Regions from separate parts of the Cricetulus griseus genome. Here region 2 is linked to region 1. The links are chromatin contacts, called in public Micro-C maps. All regions are on one chromosome and are shown on one strand. The core of a region is the stretch at or near the end of the contact, and the rest is flanking DNA. Distances in the headings are between cores, read along the strand shown.

What was found. Hi-C and Micro-C count contacts between places; a contact is called where the count stands out from the background.
Region 2: a Micro-C map of the CHO-K1 cell line shows a contact between it and region 1, with 6 times the contacts expected there. The contact joins the promoter of Sfxn1 here to the enhancer-like site in region 1. A contact is called at or near these places in 4 of 8 Hi-C or Micro-C datasets (the CHK-Q cell line, the CHO-K1 cell line and fibroblasts).

Annotation. Positions count from the first base shown.
Region 1 is chr3:272,783,668-272,788,397 of CriGri-PICRH-1.0, forward strand. No RefSeq gene overlaps it. Among named protein-coding and RNA genes, the nearest start is that of Drd1, 280 kb to the right of the region's middle. Within about 2 kb of position 2,529, at least 2 of the 6 cell types and tissues checked have open chromatin away from gene starts, as enhancers often do. A contact at or near this core is called in the CHO-K1 cell line and fibroblasts, where this site is marked.
Region 2 is chr3:273,086,545-273,091,595 of CriGri-PICRH-1.0, forward strand. It overlaps Sfxn1 (sideroflexin-1), which reads left to right and starts at 2,008. Exons shown (of 11, transcript XM_027409887.2): 1 at 2,008-2,139.

The DNA.
Region 1 (4,730 bases), core at 1,279-3,778:
TGTTCTTGCTGGGCTTGTCAATGTCACATTGTCACCCTTCCTGTCTTCTTTGCTGTTCTCTTCTCTCCAGAATTATGCTTCCTTCCATCGCCCACTCGGCTTCCTGGTGTCACTACTAAGAAAGGAAGATGACTGGTGGGACAGGGGAGAAGTTGAGTGAGGAAGCAAATAGATGACAGTGATGCAGGTCAGAGGTCATTCAGGAGGAAGTAGCCGGACCAGGAATGGGAAAGGCAGGGGATGTGATAGGCCAGGTTCTTCAACTCATAGTGGCTTAAAGTAGGATGACCGTCCTAAGGGCTACAAAGATATGAGATTGGAAACATGGCCTGCGATGGCCTGAAGCGCGTTGCTTCACTGTTCTGAGACATGGTTTTCCATTTGTAAAACTGAACCAAGTCAGTCAGGAGTCCCATACAGATATTTTTTTTTTCTTTTGGTCAGCAATGAATCGTATATAGAGTGGCAGGGTCTATGGCGATGGGAGTGTAAACAAATCTATTGTGTGGCCAGCTGTGAATACACCAAGCCTAATTACAGTGTGTAATACTTAAAACAGAGGTACAGTGTCACTAGTTCATGTATTGATTTTATTTTCTCTTGCTCTTTTAGAATTTTACATTCTTTCTACTTATTAGAAAACAAAATTTAGAATCAAGCAAATTAAGAGCAGAGGTCTTGCACCTGTGTTGTTTTCGGTGTCTTTGGATCATGCCATTTTCTCTTCTGCTTGGCTTGGTCTCATGTGGTTTAGTTCATTCACCACAGTCCTAGGAGTAACAGGCTCTGCCATCTAACATACTGCACACAGCCTTGGTGTGTAGCCGGCTAGGTTTAAGTGTGCTTCGATGGTTCCATGGTACAACCCCTGATGGCAGATTCCAGAGAATGGGTTTCCATTGTTATTGTGTTGTATCATGGTGCTCTGGGGAAGAAAGAAAGGCCTGTCCTGTTGTAAGTTATCGTTTGGAGCAGTCTCTTCCCAAGGTAAACCGAGCATTTGTAACAGGATCTGCACAGCAGATGGCGCCAGAGGCCTCTCTAGGACTCCTTACTCTGGGCAATAATCCGAGGAGACAAACAAGGCGGCCTCATTCTGGATCCCAGGAGCCTCCAGTGACACAAGTATCTGTAAGATTACAGTGCAGAAACAGAAAGATGTGGTATTCAACTCCACAAACACGAACACGTTTAGCATTCCTTGGAAACTGCTATGATTTTAATAAAATGTATTTTATGTTTGTTACTTTTCTAATTACAAACCTCGAGTACCCTCAGCCATCAGAATCATGCCAAATGCCCCTGAGCCTCTAAGGCCATCATATGAGGACCTTTGCATGCTCAAGAGGTTGCTCTCTCCTCTGTTCCCCTGTGACTGTAAGGTCACCATCTGAGTTGAGGAGCACTGAGCCCCTTCACACCCCACAGACAGACAGTTCTCCCTTCACCAGCTGCCCCTGGCATTGCTATCTAGTGCTGTGATAGGCACCACAACCAAGGGGAAAGAGAAGGATGACTTTCTTTCAGCTTTCAGCTTGTAGTCAATCGATCATGAAGGGAAGGCGGGGCAGGAACTGATGCACAGGCCATGGGGGAACACGGCTTACTGACTTGCTTCCCCTGGTTTGCTCAGCCTGCTTTCTTGGACCTCCCAGGACCTCCTCCCCAGGAGTGGCACCACCCACAGCGAGCTGGGCCTTCCCTCTTCAATATTTAATTAAGAAAATGCCCTACAGACTTGTTCACAGGTCAACCTGATGGAGGCATCTTTTCCAGCTTGTGTCAAACTGGCAAACAAAACAAAAACCAGAAACAAGCAAACAAAAAACAATCAAGTAACCAGCAAGAGCCTAATAGTTCCACCTGAGGGCTGCACTGAGCTCTTCACAGATCCACAGGTAAGCCTCCTCTCTCCCAGCCCTCATACTCAAACTCAGCTGAGGGCCTGGCAGATGGGTTAGAGGATAAACCTTTGTCACACAAGAGTGAGGACTGGAGTCCAGACCTGTGGAACCAATGAAAGCTAGGCAGGCATAGTGGCTTCCTGTAGTCCTAGCACTCAGGAGGCAGAGACAGTGGACTCCTGATGTCAGCTGGCTACCTAGAATAACGAGAAGTGGCGTGTTTCCGGTTCAGGAGAGACCCTGACTCAGTGAATAAAGGGAGATTGGTTGAGAAAGACACCCATCATCAACTCCAGCCATCCCCCCACTTTACACACACACACACACACACACACACACACACACACACTCATGCACATGCACACACTCACACACACTCACACACTTGCACACACATTCACACACTCACACACTTGCACACATACTCACTAACACACTCACACACACTCATGGTACATGTGCACACAGATCATACATACATACATACATACATACGCATACCACATGAACACATGGACATGAAACACAGTCAGACATTCTCTGCTGTCCCTTTGGCCCTGTTCCTGCTCCCTGACTCACCCCAGATTTATAGAGAATACTTTGTGGTGAATCATGCTGTCCATGGCTTTGTCCCTAATGGACATGGCTTCCTTTGGCTGTGTGGTCAGCCCCCTGCATACATTGGTCCAGTGTCTTCTGACTCAACCATTCTCCTTCAAAATATCTAGAAAAACTGTTATACGGAGACTGTTCCTTGTCATCGTTCTCTAACTAATAGTTTTACAGCCTTGAATGTGACATTTGTATTTGCTATGACATGGAAATGAGCTATACCCTGGAGGAGGCTCTTGTGTTTGAACAGTTGTCCCCAGCTGGTGTCACTTTTTTGGAAGCTGTGAAGCTTTAGAAGGTGGATTTTAGCTGTTGGAAGTGGCTATTGCTAGTAAAGGAACTTGAGGGAGATAGCCAGGCCCACTTCCGGGGGAGCTTTCTGCTTCCTGGTGCATAAGGGTATGAGGAAGCCCCGCCCTGACCTCCTGAATCCCAGGAGCTGCTTTCATCCCATGCCCGCCCCCTCACGAAAACAAAGTCAATCATCGTTTTCTCATTTGCTTCTTGTCAGATGTTTGAAGACAACCATAGCAAAGGTCACTAAAACAACATTGTATTGCATCTTGTAAGTAAGCCAGAAATTGTTTCAACTAGGATACAGGAGGGTGTTGTACATGTTATATGCAAATACTATGCCGATTTAATAGCTATTCTCAAGATGGAATCAGATGGAGTCCCGATGAACTCCTCGAATCCCGGTCCCTCTCTGGGTCTTATTCATCTGGAGGTCCCCGGAGTTTATTCCATAAACAAGTACACAGTCGAGCATCACAAATGTTTGCTGAATGGCTGAAGGAAAGAATGGAAGAATGCACAAGTGAATGAACACTCATAGAAACCGCCAGGGAGAAAAATGTGTGTCGGACAAGCATGCTTAGAATTTGTGGATAGAAGAGCCAGCGCACCCTCCCACATTTCAGTGATGGCTAAAACGACTTAAAATGCACTTTAAAGGACTTCAGAGAGGCAGAGCAGGTGGAGAAATGCTAGAAAATGCAACATAGAAACAGAGATGAGACAAATGGGATGGGAAAGATCTGGGCCTTTCGAATGAGAAATCAAAGAGCAGGCAGCTAGTCCAGGCCTTGTTTAGCAAATTAAAAAGGCAAAGATCCCAAAGTCAATGTGAATTTTTTAACCAGGTGGATAGAACGTTTCAAACAGAATTGAAAGATTTATTTAGTAGTTTTTTTTTTTTGTCTAATTGTAACGAAGATTCTTTCATGTCTCATTACATGATGTTTAACAAAGTAAAACAAACAAATAAGAAAACAACAACAACAACAAAAACAGTCGTGAGCCTCTATATTTGCCCTGAAGGGGTCATGGGTGCAGATGCTGGTGGGAGCTGAAGGCAGCAGGAGTCAGTGATGACGGCTGAGAGTGACATTTAAACAGACAAGAAGGTACCTAGTACTTTGAAAACAATGCACACAGCATCTGCTTGTGTGGTGCATGCGGTTTTCCAGTGTAACTGGTGAGTGCCCAGGCCCTGGCCTTGGGCATTTGGAATGGCAGGCTGTGAGAACTGACTCCTGTACTTCACAGCTACGCCACTCCAGGCAGCCTCAAGCCGATCGCTCTCTTTATATCACCGACCTGTGAGTAAGATGAGGATAATAGCATCATTTCTGATGTCATGGACTTTCATTTTTATATCTGAAAAGAATGCAACCCAGGGAAGTTACATTGCCCGACTGAGATGGCAGAGATAAGATGTGATGAACCCCTTTCTAGCTTCTCCTCCCCCCCCCGCTTGCTCTAACACTTCTCTATGTTCTCAAAGGAATGCACTCAGCTGCCACACATGAGATGCTATGCAGATTTATAACTGTAGAGGGAGGAGGCTGTGTGGTCTGTGGGCTACAGAAAGTCGGAGTCGTGTAATTGCATATTTTCAAAATCGCTGAACATGCCCACCTAACCAATAATTTGGTTTCCACGAATACATATCCAGGATGGACGCTTAGACTTAGCATGCAGTATGAATAGATGGTGTGAGCATCGGCCTTTAAAAGTGATACCCAACTCCTGGCACCGAGTTAATTAGTAATTCAGCAAGTGATAATTTCCTAAATCCCGATTGCCTTTCTGAAGATATGGATTCCCAGTTAATAAGCACTTTGCAGCGCTATGTGGCAGTGTTAGTGTAAAACCCCATGACTCCTCACTAAGGGATGCTGGAGCACGGGGAAGGGCCCTCTCAAAGCAAAA
Region 2 (5,051 bases), core at 758-3,257, 300 kb after region 1:
CTTGATGGGGTTGTATCTACTATGCCTTCTGCTCTGCAGCCAACCTGGTGGCCCCTATCTGGCTTGCATAGCACTTTGTTACAGATACTGTTGCAAAGATGTCAAGTTAGAAATTCTACTGTTGCAAGTTTTACACTGGGTTAATGCCATTTATCTTAGATACTTGTTTGCAATCTCTCTTTGAGTCCATTAGCTCTTTGTAAGACTCTGTGTGTGTGTGTGTGTGTGTGTGTGTGTGTGTGTGTGTGTGTATGTGTGTGGTGTGTGTGTGTGTGTGTGTGTGTGTGTGTGTGTGTGTGTGCTTTGTTGGGTGTCTTAGGGCTATCATTGCTGTGATGATACACCTTGTTCAGTGCAACTTGGGAATGAAAGTGTCTATTTGGCTTACACTTCCATATCACTATTCATCATCAAAAGAAGGCAGGAACCTGGAGGCAGGGCTGATGCAGAGGTCACGGAGGGTGTGCTTATTGGTTTACTACTCTTCATGGCTTGCTCAGTCTGCTTTCTTATAGAACGCAGGACCATGGGCCCAGGGATGGTACCTCCCACATCAATCACTAAGAATGTGTTCCACAGCCTTGCCTATAGCCTGATCTTATAGGGTTACTTTCTCAACTGACGCTTCCTTATCTTTGATAACTATAGCTTGTGTCAGCTTGACAAACAACTAATGAGGATATTGGATCTTTGTTTTCCTTCTCAATCCTGTTTTTAGTCCATCTTATAATCAGATTAAGGATAGACAGGTGTTCTGAGAACAATGAAAAACATCCAAAATGTCTGTGAAATATTGCTCAGAGTTTTATTTTCCATTTTGGTTTATGAATTTGCCTGCAATTGCGTTTGTTCTATGTTGCCTAAGGCAGGAATTCCATTGATGATGGTATGTTGAGTAAATACCTACCCTTCCCCCTTGCCTTGTGAAACAAGTATATTCAAGAGCCACATCACATTGGGGAAGTCAAGGCAGCGAGAGCTTGAAGCAGTAGGTCACATGGCATTCTCGGGCTCCAAGGCATAGCCACTGGTAGCTAATTGGATCTGTGGGCTTGGTCACATCATCCCCTTCCACATTCAGAAGGAACACTGCTTTTCTCTACAGTGTTAGCAGGGGCTTCTGGGACCAGCCTTGCAAGCAGAAGCTCCTGCCAGGAGTGTGATCTCTTTCCCATCTCACCATGGTGACCTTCTTTCCACAGGGTCTGGCATGTCTGTTTGGCTGAATGGAGCTCCTTGTTGGTCCTGGTACAAACACACTTCCTCCCTTCTTTCCCATGGCTCTGTGCCAAAGTTTGTAACTGGGGACAATCTACTCCTTCAAAATGGGTTGGCTGTTTCAGACTCTTTATTTTCTCATAAACACTTAACAGTCACATTGCTGGGTTAGAAATACACACACACACACACACACACACACACACACACACACAGAGAGAGAGAGAGAGAGAGAGAGAGAGAGAGAGAGAGAGAGAGAGAGTTTTCTACCTATGCACAGAATGTAATTCGTCATTTGCCAGATTGTGCTGGCCTTCAAAATGCGTCCAGGATTCAATACATCCCTCCACCTAGACCAAGGTGAACTGCCACCGACATTTCCTTCTGGCTAAGCTCAGTAGCCTCCAGAAAAGGCCTCTGGTCTGCATGTCCCCTATGGTCGGGTCTCAGTCTAGTAGCCAGTGACTCTTTTGAAGGTATAAATGAGGTGGTGGCACGTCTATCATCTAAGTTTCCTTATAGCGATGGTTGTGCCAAACGCCACGTTTTAAGAAACACTGACCCAAATGAATGAAGGAGCGGGTGACTGGATAAAGTGGGCACAGCAATGATGAAGGGTGGACCCCAAAGGGAAACCAAACCGAACCACAGTGGTATTGATTGACCGGGGCGGCACAGCGCGGCGAAGATGAACTTGGGCGAGAAGCAGAAGCGCGGGCACGAGGGGCGTGCACAGACCGCGGAGCTCGCAGCCTGCGGAGTGACGCCCAGGCAGAGGCAGGAGCCTCGGGGCGGGGCCGCGCGTCCTGAGCGCGCGTCAGGGCCGCGCTCCTGGGGGCGGCGCGCGGGACCGGGGCGCTTCCGGCAGCGGGAGGTGGCGCCGAGCGGGAACGAGCGGTGCGGGGAGCGGCCGGGGAGGCGGTGAGTGGCGCGGGGCTGCGGGGCGCGCGGGCCGGTTAGGTCTCGGGTTCCGCGGGGGACCCAGCGGGGTCCGCTGCGCGCGCTGGGGATACCTGGGATGGGTACCTGCGCCCGGAGACCTCGTGGGTCCGCAGATCCCGCCTGGGGCTAGGGAGGGCCCCGCGTGGAGCTGGTCTGGCTCCCCAGCGGGAGGGCGCAATACGCATCGTGCCACGCGTCCCTAACCACCGCGTGACGAAACTTGCTGGGTGCATGCAGCCAAGATGGCTGCCGGGGGACGGTCTCCACGAGGATGGACGCGCTCGATTGCCAGGTGACCAGGTGGCCCCTAGAAGCTGGGGCCCGGAGGTCGGCGAGGAGACCACCTGGTGGCCGCCCTCCAGCTCATAATCTCTTCAGACAGAACGATGGGCCCCAGATAGATGCGTGGGACCTGCACCCTCAGCTCCCACATCACACTGCAGAGCATCGCAGCTTCAGCAACCCCCAAATGGCAATGACCACATTAAGGTCTGTGCCTGCTGGGTTAGATCTGACTTTTGAGTTTATCCAGTGTTGCCAAATCCTTGATATTCTCTCCATAATCCCGATTTGAAAATTGAGGCTCAGAAGTTGAGTAACCCCGCGTAAAGTGTCACAGCTGGCCAGGGAGAGAGCAAGGCAATCCGAGGATGCCTGTATTGCTTCCTCGGTGTGCTCTCAGGGAAGGTCTTTTGAGAGACCTCATGGCAAAGCCTAGCTCTGCTGGCCTTCAGAGTTCGGGCACTTACCCAGGACCCCTTCTCCATAGTTTCTCACACTCCAGATTCCTCTTTTGCTGCACCTGTTTTGAATGCATTTCATCGGTGGGTCGCGCAAGGGGCTGCATGTCAGCTATTTATTTGCTTGATGATTCATAACAGTAGAAAATTACAGTTATGAAGTAGCAACGAAGTAATTTTATGGTTGGGGGGCCACCACAGCATAAACTGTATTAAAGGGTCACAGCATTAAGAAAGTTGAGAACTACTGCCTAGATGATTATCTCTGTCCATTTTCCAGGCAGAGGCGGGAGGAGGGGGCAGGCACACGGGTAAGCAAGGGGATTTTGTGGCTCCTACCATGTTGGGCTTAGGCTTGAGAGCTGTTTGGAGGACAAATGGAAGTTCCACAGGAAGTATCAGGACCTCAGCTTCCCCTTCTTTCCCTTCAGGACTGCAGTCCGCAAAAGTCACAGAAATGACAGTTTGGGAAGAGTTTGTCAGTTCCCACCCAGCTCTGATAAGGAATTGCTTCATCTGTTTATTCAAAGGTTAGGTGTGGGTTGCAGCCAAAGGTCTGCAAAATGTAGAGTGCATTTAGTTTTCTGTAAAAGTTTGGTAAAAACCCGCCTAATATGCAACAAAAGCTACAGGCTAAGAGGGAACATCCGCTTGTCCCTTCTAACTTCCTGCAAAGAAAGCTGTGAAAATAGCCAGGCCATAGTGAGTCAGAAAGTTCTGTCTGTGAGCTGCTAGATGTACAAGATAGGGACCAAACCCATTCCTCTGAAAGAGGACCAAGTGTTGATGGCTTGGCTGTCTCTCCAGCCCCTACTGTGTGACTGTTGCTTTCTGGTGCCTGAGAATGAAACAAAGTATCTGACTATCGCTGCAGAAATGGCAGCTTCAGCCGTGTGAGGAAGGAGCCTTTAGCTGTGGATAAGGCCAGTGTATGGTTTGGAGTTCAAGGTAAGAAGTCCATAGTAGTCTGCTTTGTTCTTTTTTTGTAGCTATTCATTAGAAAGTAAAAATTCATTGTTAGGAGTCTTATCAGTGGTGAAGTTTGTTTATCACTTATTATGTGTGTGTGCCCAGGTACTTCATGTGTACAAAGTTCAAATTTATTGTTTAGTTGATACTATTAATTTGTTACATCATTTCAGACTTTGGTATATATAATCTGTGAGTTGCCTTCCCCCCTGCCCCTCCCCCCTAAGTACTGAGGACCAAATTGAGGGCCTTGTCCTTGCTAAGGAGCACTCTGCCGCTTTGTTAAACTGTCAACCCCAAGTTGATTCTTTGTGAATGGTAAACCATTTGACTGAATATGTTCAAAATATTCTTTTAATTGTTGGGTAGAGCTACCATCTCAAGTAGAAATCAATATTTTTTTAAACTGGATATGGTTTCACGATATTCTGGGTGGCTTCGTAAACAGCCCCGGCTCAGAGGTGATCTTGAGGACTGGAACATGAACAAGGTTGCCTTGTCTGTCACCTGAGTGCTAATAGATGGATCTGCATGGGGGGTGGAGCCAGAGAAGCAGGGCTGACTTCTGTATCCAGCACCATCCTTGAAAGTGAGGCGTTTACAGCACAAACCCATTGCAACTGGACATGCTCTTATTAAAAGTTAGTATTTATTTTATGTATATGTGTCTAGGGCTGTATGTGATTATGGCAAGTTGCAGTCAGGTACCAGCCACTTGAGAATTGAACCCAGGTCCTCTGGAAGAGCAGTAAGAGCCATCTTACCATATTCTTCGAACTAGTAATTCTTTTCACAGAATATAACTTTCTTATCTACGGTTTAATCCCCTGAAAAACCACGACCATTAGGATGGACCACTGGGGGCAGGCGACTAGCTAAAGACTAAGCAGAAATTGGTAAATTGATCTAGCATGATTGTCCATTGCAGACATATCACCTCTTACATCAAAACTGTGGTAAGGACAGAACTGCCCAGGCTGTCACCTTGAACATGGGAAGATACCTCAGGAGGCCGTGAGGATTTAGCAGTCTGATGTTACATGGAAAGTCCCATGTCTGAACCCTAGGAACCCCCCAAACCGTGGACCACAGCAGCTCTATTGGGCTATTTCACACCTGCCCAGCCCCAAAGGAGCCAACCCAACACTAAGCCCCACCTCCATCTCCAGTGCTGGGAATGGA